Linked DNA regions of Mus musculus: region 1 is linked to region 2. The links are chromatin contacts, called in public HiChIP or PLAC-seq maps. All regions are on one chromosome and are shown on one strand. The core of a region is the stretch at or near the end of the contact, and the rest is flanking DNA. Distances in the headings are between cores, read along the strand shown.

What was found. HiChIP or PLAC-seq counts read pairs in DNA pulled down with a chosen protein or histone mark.
Region 1: a FOXA1 HiChIP or PLAC-seq map of pancreatic cancer cells shows a contact between it and region 2. The contact joins two enhancer-like sites. A contact is called at or near these places in 2 of 484 Hi-C or Micro-C datasets (the G1E-ER4 cell line and forebrain), 2 of 115 datasets of contacts at active chromatin or transcription factors (embryonic stem cells and pancreatic cancer cells) and 1 of 9 other capture datasets (adipose tissue).

The regions. Positions count from the first base shown.
Region 1 is chr2:170,524,772-170,528,498 of GRCm38.p6, forward strand. No RefSeq gene overlaps it. Among named protein-coding and RNA genes, the nearest start is that of Gm16796, 15 kb to the left of the region's middle. Within about 2 kb of position 1,935, at least 70 of the 459 cell types and tissues checked have an H3K27ac peak or open chromatin away from gene starts, as enhancers often do. A contact at or near this core is called in embryonic stem cells and pancreatic cancer cells, where this site is marked.
Region 2 is chr2:170,203,515-170,207,168 of GRCm38.p6, forward strand. No RefSeq gene overlaps it. Among named protein-coding and RNA genes, the nearest start is that of Gm17619, 11 kb to the left of the region's middle. Within about 2 kb of position 1,722, at least 215 of the 459 cell types and tissues checked have an H3K27ac peak or open chromatin away from gene starts, as enhancers often do. A contact at or near this core is called in embryonic stem cells and pancreatic cancer cells, where this site is marked.

The sequences.
Region 1 (3,727 bases), core at 685-3,184, 320 kb after region 2:
TGTTGTGATTCAATCTGTTAGCCCTCTTTTTCAAATGAGGAGACTCTGACTTTTTTAGATGACTGGAGAAGCCACTTTTGAAGGCTACACTGTGGGGCAGGCGCAGACCTGGACCTGGTAAGGCTCTGTGGGACCTCACTGTGTCTTTTCTTGCTTCTCCTCCCACCCAGGATGCAGCTCCTGTCATAGCCTAGCTGAAGGAGTGTGTGAGACAACTCCAGCATGCTGTGCATTACCCACAAGTCCCGGGATGGAGTAAGGGCTCCCTCCATAAATACTGCCTGCTGTGTTTGGCCCTGTGAAAACCCAGAGGCCTGTGGGGCCACTGAAAGCCATGCAGCGAGGTGACGTCATCCTTGTGTAGCTTGCACCACAGTTAACATTGTGTGGACCAACTCCTAAGTGACTTTCGCAGTGTCAACACAAAAACCACAATTCTCACCCCCAACGTGATGAAAGAGTTGATTCTGGAGCCAATAATGAGTGGTGGCAGCCAAGGAGCACACATTTGGCTACTCCAAATTCCGTTGTCCAACATGGCAGTAGTTCAGGGAAGTGTTTATAGAAACAGAACAAAAAACAGGCATGAATCAAGACCTTGGTGGGAACATCAGAGAGATGGAACAGCCAAGCAGACAACCTCACCTGTGAGCCTTGGATGCTGCCTGTGAGCATGCATTCTTAGCCCTCAGATTGGTGGGAAATGGGGGTTTTTGCATATTCCCAAGGTTTTTACTGTTAAACACAAAATGTTAAGGCAGACGCGGACATGGGCAAGGAATGGATAGCAGGGGGCTAAGGATAGCCTCGGGGAAATTATGATCAGACTCTGAGCCTGCAACATTCCAATGTCCCCCACATCACTGACAATCAGCTTTTGCCAGCATCGCATTTTTCCAGGAATTCTCGGTTACAGTAGGAACCCTGAACACATTGCCTCCGCTAGGATATTCATGAGTCCTAAGCAAATTTACCTGCCTTAACCCTTCAGCATAAAAGAAAACACTACACCGGGCGTGGTGGCACATGCCTTTAATCCCAGCACTCGGGAGGCAGAGGCAGGTGAATTTCTGAGCTTGAGGCCAGCCTGGTCTACAAAGTGAGTTCCAAGACAGCCAGGGCTACACAGAGAAACCCTGTCTCAAAAAACAAAACAAAACAAAACAAAACAGAAAAAGAAAAAAAAAAAAAAGAAAACACCACAGAGACTGTTGCACTAACTTTTCCCCCATCTCTTGGTCTCTAATCTTCACTTCATTGAGAGAAAGACAGCAAAGAAGGTCTCTTGGTATCCCTGGTGGTCCTGGTCCCTCCTGCTGACTCATGCCAATGTGGCTGAGGCCTGGCTGTCTCTGCTAGGCTGTGTCACCACTGCTGATTCCTGTTTGCTGTCCCTACTCTACTGAACTGGACTGCTGGTGTATTCATGAAGTGTTTGCCAGTGGTCTGAGCTGCCACTACTGATTTCTGTGAACAGAACTGCTGATTTTCTGACAATGCAGATGGGAGTTGCTCCAAAGAACAGTTTGTAAACAGGTCTACTTCCCCATATCCTAATAACCTTTCTTTTACACTACCTCTGGTGGGTGGTGGGCTAGAAGGGAGGTTAAAGTATTTAAGAACCGTTATTAAAATTAGGGCTGAGAAAAATCAAAGCCAATGTAGGTAGCAAGAGGTCCCCGGTTTAGGTGGCAGATCCCCTGGGATGCACCACTAGGAGATTTATAACTTATAGCTTACCAAATTAAGATGCTAGTTTCTGTGCCCAGCGATGGTGTTACCTGTAGATTCTAAACTAAGAGTGTGTGGTGTTTGCCTTAACTTGGCAACTCAACTGAGTTCCAGAGAAAGGTATGGACGCAGGTCACCCTAGCCAGCCACAGGAATCCGGAAGTGTGGGGCGTGCTTGGCAGTGGCCAATCATGGAAACTTAGTGAGCTGGGTGGAGAGATTACAGAGCTCTGAGTCAGAGAGTAGGCCGGGCTGAGAACAGGCTGGCCTGTGCTCTGGTGACATGCTAGCGGTAGCGTGGATTGCCTTTTTAAAAAAATATATTTCACACAACAGGAATTACCTGTCTACATTCCATGTGTGTGACAACAGCCATGTACCCTATGCAAGAACAACTAGCAAGCGTAAAATGCGGCTTAGTTTTGACATTACAGCGGCTACTCAGACAAAACCAAGGCAGCTGAAAGGCAGTAACATGCCTTCCTCTATGGCCAAGAACAGAGGGCTTTCGTTGCTGCCCAGAACAAGGAATGTGAGGACAGACGATTACAATATCCAGAAATGCCAGCGCTATACAAAGAACCCGAGTTAGGCCACACCGGACTGTTGGATGATTGTGGTACTTCCCACAGCGAGTGGAGTAAACCGCGTCTTGCTTTCCTCGGTGTGACTCGGATACTTCTGGTAGCCGAGGATCTATCTCATTTAAATGAATGAGACACGCTGGATAAGTTGTGGGGGGTGCGGAGGTCAACCTTGTCAGGGAAAAGTGGGATGCAGAGCGAGGCGCTGCAGGCTCCTGCTACTCCTTGAAGAGACCTGATCCGCCACACACACAGCATTAGATCTAAGATGGCTCCCGGAACACCAGAGAGACAGCAAAAGGAACTGAGGAACAAAAGGGCGATGGCTGCTTCCCCTTCTTCACGGAAGTCCTAACAGGTGATGGTTCCCGGACTCCCCTTCCTCTGCTCCTTCTGAGTTACCTCATCAGGCAGGGCTTTCATTGGAGCATGGTGATGGTGTGGTGAGATATGATTGGCTGAGGATTTAGGGGTTTGGGCTTGGGTCAAACACTTTATATAAACGTATACACTGGTCAATAAGCTCAGATCTGTACCCGGATGCTGATCTCTGGAGTCTGATGCCCAGGATTCATCGCGTGACTCCATCGCCTCTTACCTCCCATCTTTGGTCCTGTTCCTACAATAAGTGATAGCTATGGGACTTGTAGGTGACCAAAATTTCTAGGTCACCATAGTTTATACCTTCTCTATGGACTTAGTAACTAAGTTTCTGGCTTCTATAAAAGAGGGGGTTTTGTTTTAAGCTAAAAGCATTCTTGTTTAGACCCTTGGCATTTGGAGAGATGGCTGTAACGAGGTAACCCAGCCCATCACCAGGAGGAAACAACCTCTTGGCTTTGGGCAGCTGTTGCCATGTTGGGACTCATGCAAGAATTCTGATTGGTCGGGTGGGACGTATGCAAGAATTCTGATTGGTCGGGTAAAGCTTGACATATGCGTTTCTTTCTGTCATCCTTTTCTGTTGCGTGATAAAATACAAAGAAAGCTTAAATGAAAGGAGGAGGGGTTATTCTGGTTCATGGTTCCAGGGCACAATCAGCTCCGATAGAGACATCATAGCAGCAGGAGCTGCTCACAGGGAGCTGGTCACAGGCATCCATAGCCAAGAAGCAGAGAGCAATGAGTTCACGCTACTCGGCTCCGGTACTACATTTACATAGTCTATGATCCTCGGCGAGGAATGGCGCCACGCACCGGGGACTGGTGTTCTGCCTCAATTCACTCAATCAAAATAATCCGGAACAGGCATGCGCAGCCACCCATCTCCCACGCGACTCCGGAATATGTAATTGTCACGAAGCATCACACTATGCATGTGTGAGCTCTCAGCTTTCAATCGTTATGAAATCATTCAACCTTAAGGCATGAAGAGGTGGGAAGCAAGGAAGAGACGACAAACAGTTGCCGGT
Region 2 (3,654 bases), core at 472-2,971:
CATGTTATTATATTGATCTGTACTAATTAATTAGTATATATTTAGAGGACAGGGTGCTACGATGTGACTCTGGCTCAGCCTAGTAAGAAGAATGACCGGAGATCAGCTGGGGCTATGAGCAAGTCTGTAGCAGAAGGGGATCTGAGGCTTCTAGTTGCGTCTTGAAGTGACACGGTGACCACCTGGTTCTGGTCAGCTTGGGACTTCCCTGGTTTTAGCACTGAAATTCCCTCCACCTAGGGAAACCCCAAGTTCTCAGCAAACTGGGATTGTTGGTCACCTCACCAGGTTACCCTGACTGATTGATCGGGAATTCCAGAAGATTCTAAGTTTATTTGTTTATTTTTTGACCCAGAGGCTCATGTTGCCCAGACTGGCCTCAAAGCTGATATATAACCAGGATGAGTCTGAATGCTTGGTTCTCTGCCCCTACCTTCCAAGATGTAGCTCTATAGCACCATGACTGATTTTTTTTAACCCCCTAAACTTAATCATATATATTTTTATTTTCTGTACAAGAGTGTTTTGTCTTCATGTATGTATATGTATCTCATGTGTGCCCAGTGCCCTTGGAAATCAGAAGAGGTCATTATGTATTCTGGAACTGGAGGTATGGATGGTTGTGAGCCACCATGTGGGTTCTGAGAACCAAACTCAGGTCTTCAGAAGAATAGTCAGTGCACTTCACCACTGACCCATCTCTCTAGCCCCTCATTATGCCTGACTGTATCTGGTGCTGGGGATAGAACAGAGCTTCACACTTATTAGACATACATGCCACCAAGTGAGCTAGCTACATACATAGCCTGGATTGCAGAATGTTAAGACAGAGTGTGGCAAGTGGTCCCCAGGTCAGACAACAACGAAAGGCGCGTGTGTGTGTGTGTGTGTGTGTGTGAAGGGTATACCATAGAGGATTCATGTAAACCAGAGAACAACTTGGGGACTTGTTCTCTCCTACTTTTGCAGTGGCTTCAAGGGTTGAACTCAGTTTGTCAGGTTTCACAGCAAGTACTTTTTTACCTGTAAGTCATCTTGATAGCACCATCATTTATTGATTCATTTTTCTATTATCTATCTATCTATCTATCTATCTATCCATCCATCCATCTATTTATCCATCTACCCACTACCTACCTATCCATCCATCCATCCACTTACCCACCCTATCTATCTATCTATCTATCTATCTATCTATCTATCTATCTATCTATCTATCTCCATCCATCCATCCACCCATGCATCCTAATTATCTATCTGTCTATCTATCATCTATCTATCCATCCACCCATGCATTCTGTCTGTCTGTCTGTCTGTCTGTCTGTCTGTCTGAGACAAGGTCTCACATGGATCCCCTAGGCTTGAACTTGCTATGGAGTTGAGTATGACTTTGAACTCCCAATCTTCTCACCTCCACCTTCTGCACACTGAGATCACAGGCACACACGGCCATGCCCCAGCTCTTCAAACTGCAGGGTGTTTTTTTTTTTTTTTTAAGATTTATTTATTTTACGCATGTGTGTACACTGTAGCTGTCTTCAGACACACACCTAGAAAGGGCATAGGATCCCTTTAGAGATAGTTGTGGGTCACCATGTGGGTGCTGGGAATTGAACTCAGGACCTCTGGAAGAGCAGTCAGTGCTTTTAACCACTGAGCCATCTCTCCAACCCCAAACTGCATTTTTAAACCTTGCTTGGTACTCAAGCCAAAACCAGTTCCTTTTCCGGGTGTCGTTCTATTTAGAGACTGTGGATACACAAGAGTAATTGCCCACAGTCTCATGCTCCCCTGAGTTAGGCAAACGCGGTTGCTACCTCTCTTTCCTCAAGGGTGTGTTTCCTTGGGTTTTAAAATTCCTGACCAGATCGAAATGAAAGACTCCGTTTCTCTCTCCTTATCAGTAGGTAGGGTCCGACATTAAACAGTCAGCCTTTTGTGTGAGGGCGCACTTTGTGATTTCTAAGATTACACCTCAGCCTCTTAAGTGTAATCAATGGAGGATAAAATTCTTTAGGACACTCAAAATATTTCAAGAATCTTCAATATTCTATTTCCAGATGGGAGAACATAAGTTTCAATCCCAGGAGCCAAACCCTGCTGCTGTAGAATGGACGATTTCCTGTAAAAGAAGGAGCCGCGCCCTGCCCGCGCTTTGCGGGAGGGGTGGGGGTGGGGGTGGAGGCTACGGGTTATTGAGCTGGAGGCTGCTTTCTCTGAGTTCTGAGACGCTGTCTGTACCTTTCCTCTGTGTTGTGGGAGACTCGCTTCCATAAGCGAGCCATTCAGCTACGGGAATGTTCTTGCTTGATCCTGAATCCCTTTCTGGGTGAGAGTCCAGATAGAGTTTCTTGCTGGGAAGACAGACTGTCCCTTTTACAGTTCCCAGTCCTAAGCAGGTGGTGACAACCTTCATTTGGAATGACCTATAGGTGCGTTTTTCCACCGAGTACCATAAATTACAGCTAAGTCACTTCTGACCACAAAGGTGCAGTTCCCCAGAACAGAAAGCGGCTGTTTGGGGGGTGGGGTGGGGGGAGGGGCGCTGGGGACAGCCTAGGCTGATAAAGCTCGGGAAGTTGACAGAACTGTTCAGAGGCGCAAAGGGGGAAGCCCCCATTGTTTGTGGTAGCTTTGTAAAAGTAGGAAATATTTTGTATTTTAATCTTTTTAAGCATAGTATTATGCCTAAGAATGAGTTTTATCATGACATTTTATACAAGTATGTCATGTATTTTGGTTATATTCACACCAATACCCTCTCCTGTCCCCTCCCATTTCCCATGACCCCCTTCCTAGCTTTTTTTTTTTTTTAAAGTAACTCAGTGCCTTCCATGGAGGTTGCTTATATGAATATGAGAGGAAGTTATCACAGAGACATTCTGTATTACTGAAGAAATGTTCCCCCATCTCCCCTCCCATCCCCCACGGCAACCACCCTCAGGAGATTTGTAGCATAAGCCTCTCCCAGCTAGTTTACTGGTAACCGTGTATAAACCCCCAGGGAGGGGTGGGGCCTCGATAGCCCCTCCCCTGCCCTTCCACTGTGCTGTCCTAGGAGGCAGAGGTGGGACAAGACTGGAGGAGCAGTCGTGAAGGAGTGCAAGGGACTCCAGCTCCCTGCGTTGTTGACTGAGGACAGGAGGCCCCCAGTTCTTTGGCTCCTCAGTCTCCTGTTGTTCTTCCCTGAGAGAAGTGGTATTTGTTATATCTAGGCTTCCTATCTCCGCCATCAAACTCCAAAGCCTCTGCTCATTTTGAGAAGTAGTGTAACCCCTTACACTGTTTGGGAGTTCATACTCTACTTGGGACATTGTTCAGAGGCAAGAGCCCAGCATCCCGAGATCGCGTATGGTTTTTGTACTGAGTGTGTTGTATAACACACACTCCAAGCCTCGGGTTGCCACCTCCCCGCTCTGAACTGACCTCCAGCGAAAGCAAACATCACTCTCTAGGAGTGATTACCATAACTCTTGTCGCTTTATTGTTAAGGAAGACCTGTCAAGGGTGTCTTTGTCCTCCAGAGAGGGATGTTCTCCAGGACCTCTGGGGAAGGGTGGCGCAGCGAAGGATGATGCCTAGGGCACCGGAAGCACATCGGGACGCCTAGCTGAAGACCTTGGATGGTTTTCCAGGGAGGGAGGCTTTCTGATT